Linked DNA regions of Mus musculus: region 1 is linked to region 2. A link is a contact called in public HiChIP or PLAC-seq data. All regions are on one chromosome and are shown on one strand. Each heading gives the region's core, a stretch centred on a gene start, on an enhancer-like site or on the middle of the called end of the contact. The rest is flanking DNA. Distances are from core to core; before and after follow the strand shown.

Region 1 (2,700 bases), core at 129-2,628, 590 kb after region 2:
TTCTACCTGACAACTGGCCTCTTGTAGAGTTGAAAGCCCATCATCTTCTGTATATGAGGAACTTGGGGCTGTTATGCGAGAGCTACCAGAACTCAAGGAGTAAATCACAGTCACTAAGAAACCCATAAACAATGGCTGCCATCGATGCTTGGTACAGCGAGGAATCACGGTTAAAAATGTGTGGCTCGGTGCTCATATGTCTAAGCTTAAGATGCCCAAGGAAATAAATCTGGACAGATTTGGCTCCAATTTGATCCACATTTTTCCCAGTCTTAAAAGTTAGTGATAATTAAACATCCCATTTAGCACTTGTAATTGTGTGTTACTATTCATTTTTGTTTCCTCAGGAGCTGCTGAGGAACCACCCAGAGAGAGGCAGCTTGGACACTGAAGAGCTGTGGTCTCACGAAGCTTCTGACCTGGAGGCCAACAACATGACACAATATCTGTCTCAACTCTTCTGTGGAAGCCAGATGACAGCTTGTGTCTAGGGGGATGAAGGAGCCTGTGGCAAACTGAGGATGCCTCCTCCCTCACAGTCAGAGGAGGGAACACCCTGGCTGTGAGGGGGAAATCTGTTTGTTATGTAACAGAGATCTACTTACAGAAAGAGCGAGCACAGAGCCCCTTCACGGATGTGATGTTTTTAAGTAACTATATCTGGCTCTTCCTTGGATGGCTGTGTACATTCTGTGCTATACAGCGTTGGCGGTCTGGAAACTGGAGCTAAAGGGCATCTGCTAGAAGCTCCTGGAGTTTTAAAACTAGTTCTGAAATCTAGTGCATTGCTACCCAAGCTGTCAGTCTCTCACTGATTTACACTGTACTCTGGGAACATTCAGCCAACTGATGTGGCCTATAGATTTGTTTGATTAAACAAACAATGCGAAGACTCCATTGGCTATTTAGTATCCTCCAAGTCAAGCCGCCTGCCTTAGCCTAGGTGAGGTCACATCTACTAACTAAGAGGGGTCTGGACCCTGCCTGGATGTTTGCCTAACAATGGATTTTAACTGACATCTTGTGATGGAGGAGACTTGTAAAAACTAAGCCACAGGAAGCCTAATCTAGCTCATTGTAAGATGTGATTATCACTCATATCAACTAATAACAAGAAAATCGTGAATGTGTTTTTGTGATGACGTACTGGACAACCTCACATGTACATTGAAAGTGTTGACCAAGATGGAGCACAAAAATAGAAACTATTAGAAAAGGCATAGACTTCCACAGCACACAGTGTCAAGATCAGTATTAACTGTTCTACTTGAAAAGTTTAAGAATATTATGTAATCATTTTGATATACCACCAGCTGACTGTAATCCATCTCCTCTAGTTCTAGGGACATCCATGACCACAGGAAAGAAACCGTATCATCCAAGGATGAGTAATTCATATTTTTAATTCAGAACTTGGGCATCAGAGCTCTCCCAGGGAGCTCTGAACTTCTCCTTTTCTTGTTAATTTCCTCTTATTACTCTTGTTATTATTTAATTGTTGTTGACTTTTCTGTTCTGTGTGTAAGACAGAAAGTCTTGTGTCTGGCTTGCTCAGAGGTCTTTTGGTTTGATTTGATTTGTTAGTTTTGAGCCTGGGCTTTTTCACTCTGTAACTCAAGGTAGAGGGAAACTCACTACCTAGCTCTTAAGCTGGTCTTGAACTCATGGTAAACGTACCTCCACAGCCTCCTAAGTGCTAGGATTGCAGGTGTGAGCCACCACAGCCAGCTAAGAATGTATCTCCTGAATGGATGACTTAAGAATTTCCCCAGAACTGTACCAGTCTCTACCAACAGACTGTCATACCATCTAAATGTCTTGGCAACTTTATGACCTTTTGAATTTGGAGGCCTGTTCTCTTTATCACAGAAGTTCCATTTGAACCCTTTGGCTTTAAAATTAAAGTGACATAATAAAAGAAACATTTTTAAGTGATGGATTTATAGCACTGTCTAGGAGACACTTGCTCTAATTAGTGCCTCCTCTCAATATTATCTCAGCTCACGAGCAGTTACATAACTTCTTAGAAACATCATTAAAATCTGTCAAAATTTGTTTTGGCTAAAAATACATCACCGCTTATCACACACACATTAAAAGTTTTGGTTATTTTGAAAGTATTTTGCTTATATCATATACGTCTCACTAAGTGTTCTGGCACACCACTTAGAATATGTTATATTTAGTGTAAGATATGTTAAAATGTGGCCCATAACAAGGCACAGCTTCACTTTACAGAAACTAAAAGTCTCATAGGAATCAAGGTTTGCTATTTAAAGTAGGACCTGGTTAGTGTTACTGCAGTCCTCCATGCATGTTAACTGAGCCATAGAATCATACTTCTGTGTTCTCCTTTGGGATACAGTACCCCATGCCGAGGATTGCTTTAGGAAGCCATAAGGCCCTAAAGGGACCTTCTTTGGGCTTTAATTTGCATGGTGGATGAGTTTGTTTATACTGGGCTATAATTTTCATGAGCTAATTTTTGCTCACTTCACCAACCAGTAGCTCAGTTGGGGTGGCGACATATGTCACCTTCCATGACAACCATAATTTATGTGACACTTAATGGCATGGCCTCTGGTCCCAAATTCGATGAAACTGGGGACTCATAGCCACAGACCAATGGGGATGGCAAACGGAGAACTGCATCCATTGAGAGCTCACAGTGTGGGAAGGACAAGTGGGAGGTACCTGGTT
Region 2 (2,700 bases), core at 17-2,516:
CTCACAACTATCTCTAACTCCAGTTCCGGGGGATCAACGCCCCCTCCTGGTTGCTTTAGGCACCAAGCATTCATGCAGGTGCATAGGCATACACATAGGCAAGGCTCCCACACATAAAATAAATAATAATATAAAATTTAAAAAGAATTTGGGTCCATCACTTTTACCTCTCCCTGTACAGTAGAATCTCATGGAGATTAAAAAATGTTGATACGCAGCCTCTCCTCAGAGACCAGGACCTGTGAGGGTATGAATTAGCTCTAGACATTTGTAAGTCTCCTTAAGGGTACAGACAGGCTTGAGAGCCTCAGGAGCAGCCATTTTCAGCATGCCTCCAGGGAAGGAGCCTAGCCAGCTGATCTGGAATCACTTAAGGAGGCGAGCTTCCAGGCACACCTGTAAGGGATTTATTTCCATTAGGTTGCTCTCTGAGTCAGTCTGTGAGGGATCATCCTGTTAGATTCACTGAGGTGAGAAGAGCTGCCCTATGGGAGTGTGGCCCCATTTCCTGAGCTTGGATCCTAGACTGAATGAAAAGAGGAAACCAATTAAGCCTGAGCACTGGTAAGTCTCTTCCTCCTGGCTGCAGACACAATGTGACCCAAGCTTCCAGCTCTGATGTCTGTTCTTCTCCTCATGATGTTTTGCTTCATGGCCACTTCCCCTCTAAGAGGACCTCCTCCACGAGGACTTCCCCTCCATGAGGACTTTGCCTCCATGAGGACTTCCCCTCCATGAGGACTTCCCCTGCAGAGGACTTCCCTCCATGAGGACTTCCTCTGCAGAGGACTTCCCCTCCATGAGGACTTCCCCTCCATGAGGACTTCCCCTCCATGAGGACTTCCCCTCCATGAGGACTTCCCCTCCATGAGGACTTCCTCCATGAGGACTTCCCCTCCATGAGGACTTCCCCTCCATGAGGACTTCCCCTCCATGAGGACTTCTTCCATGAGGACTTCCCCTCCATGAGGACTTCCTCCATGAGAACTTCCCCTCCATGAGGACTTCCTCCATGAGGACTTCCCCTCCATGAGGATTTCCTCCATGAGGACTTCCCCTGCAGAGGACTTCCCCTCCATGAGGACTTCCCCTCCATGAGGACTTCCCCTCCATGAGGACCTCCTCCATGAGGACTTCCCCTGCAGAGGACTTCCCCTCCATGAGGACTTCCTCCATGAGGACTTCCTCCATGAGGACTTCCCCTCCAGAGGACTTCCTCCATGAGGACTTCCCCTCCATGAGGACTTCCCCTCCATGGGGACTTCCCCTCCATGGGGACTTCCTCCATGAGGACTTCCCCTCCATGAGGACTTCCCCTCCATGAGGACTTCCCCTCCATGAGGACTTCCTCCATGAGGACTTCCCCTCCATGAGTACTTCCCCTCCATGAGGACTTCCCCTCCATGAGGACTTCCCCTCCATGAGGACTTCCTCCATGAGAACTTCCCCTCCATGAGGACTTCCCCTCCATGAGGACTTCCTCCCTGAGGACTTCCCCTCCATGAGGACTTCCTCCCTGAGGACTTCCCCTCCATGAGGACTTCCTCCATGAGGACTTCCCCTCCAGAGGAGATTCCCTTCATGAGGATTTCCCCATCTCAAACTGAGCCTAAGCATATCACTCCTTCATTAAGTTGCTTTTGCTTGGACATTTATCACAGTAACAGAAAAAGAAGCTATGTTGCCTACTGCCATACAGGTGTTTGGGGCAACTCTCATCAGTGGGTTTTATCTCATTTTATGGTCCTCCTCTTTGGCATTGCTTTCATGCTACCTGACTCTCCCTGTCTTTAAAAAAAAAAAAAAAATCAAAGCTTTCGGAAGCTGGAGAAATGGCTTAGTGGTTGAGGACACCTGATGCTCTTGCAGAGGACCTGGGCTTGGTTCCCAGCACACACATGGGAGCTCACAACCACCTGTAACTTCGTTCTAGGGCACCTGATGCCTCTCTATGGCCTCTACTGGCACATACATGTGCATACAGATAAAGTGTGGATCCTAAATATGACCCAATTTTTTCTTTTGATCTGCTCCTTATTGAACCTGTGTTCTGACTGTGCTTCCCTCTTCAGCGTATGACCCCACTGTGTGCAACCACAGCCAGCAGGCTGACCCCACTGTGTGCAAACACAGCCAGCAGGCTGACCCCACTGTGTGCAACCACAGCCAGCAGGCTGATCCCACTGTGTGCAACCACAGCCAGCAGGCATGGCCCTTACTGAAAAGAACTCATGTTGGCTTGAAAAGAAGTGGACGGACAGATAGACCTGGTAATGTAATTTGCATCTGCTTCTCTGTTACGTTAGTCATGAATTTAGTATGCAGCGCTTGAGAGAACAGGACTCTGGAAAAGTAAATGCATTAGAGCAAAGGAGGTGACAGGCACGAAGAGCAAACCTGAGCGGATGTAGATGACAGGGAGACATCTGAGGTCGGGGGAGTGGGGATAGTCAGTGCCAGACAAGCACAAGGGATGTGACAGTCCCATGTCACCAAGCGGGAGTTACTGTCCCTGGACTTCAGCATACCACCTGCATACCTAAGAACCCCAAAGTCTTATTTAACTCCAATCCTTTCCACCGACCACTAAAACGCCATTTGGTTATCTAATTGCTTCCTCAAATCTGGTATGTCTAAAACTAAATTCTGGAAACTTCTTTTTTCCTTTAAACCTATACATTTTGGGGATTTTCCTGTCTC

What was found. HiChIP or PLAC-seq counts read pairs in DNA pulled down with a chosen protein or histone mark.
Region 1: an H3K4me3 HiChIP or PLAC-seq map of bone marrow-derived macrophages shows a contact between it and region 2, with 4 times the contacts expected there. The contact joins two enhancer-like sites. A contact is called at or near these places in 3 of 39 promoter capture datasets (embryonic stem cells and pre-B cells), 1 of 15 datasets of contacts at CTCF or cohesin (large pre-B cells), 1 of 484 Hi-C or Micro-C datasets (bone marrow-derived macrophages), 6 of 115 datasets of contacts at active chromatin or transcription factors (the 230-238 cell line, bone marrow-derived macrophages, effector CD8 T cells and 2 more) and 4 of 9 other capture datasets (adipose tissue, liver, macrophages and 1 more).

What each region holds. Positions count from the first base shown.
Region 1 is chr10:5,190,338-5,193,037 of GRCm38.p6, forward strand. It overlaps Syne1 (spectrin repeat containing, nuclear envelope 1), which reads right to left. Exons shown (of 146, transcript NM_001347711.1): 92 at 2,695-2,700. Among named protein-coding and RNA genes, the nearest start is that of Gm51757, 140 kb to the right of the region's middle. Within about 2 kb of position 1,379, at least 25 of the 459 cell types and tissues checked have an H3K27ac peak or open chromatin away from gene starts, as enhancers often do. A contact at or near this core is called in bone marrow-derived macrophages, where this site is marked.
Region 2 is chr10:4,600,560-4,603,259 of GRCm38.p6, forward strand. No RefSeq gene overlaps it. Among named protein-coding and RNA genes, the nearest start is that of Esr1, 110 kb to the right of the region's middle. Within about 2 kb of position 1,267, at least 27 of the 459 cell types and tissues checked have an H3K27ac peak or open chromatin away from gene starts, as enhancers often do. A contact at or near this core is called in bone marrow-derived macrophages, where this site is marked.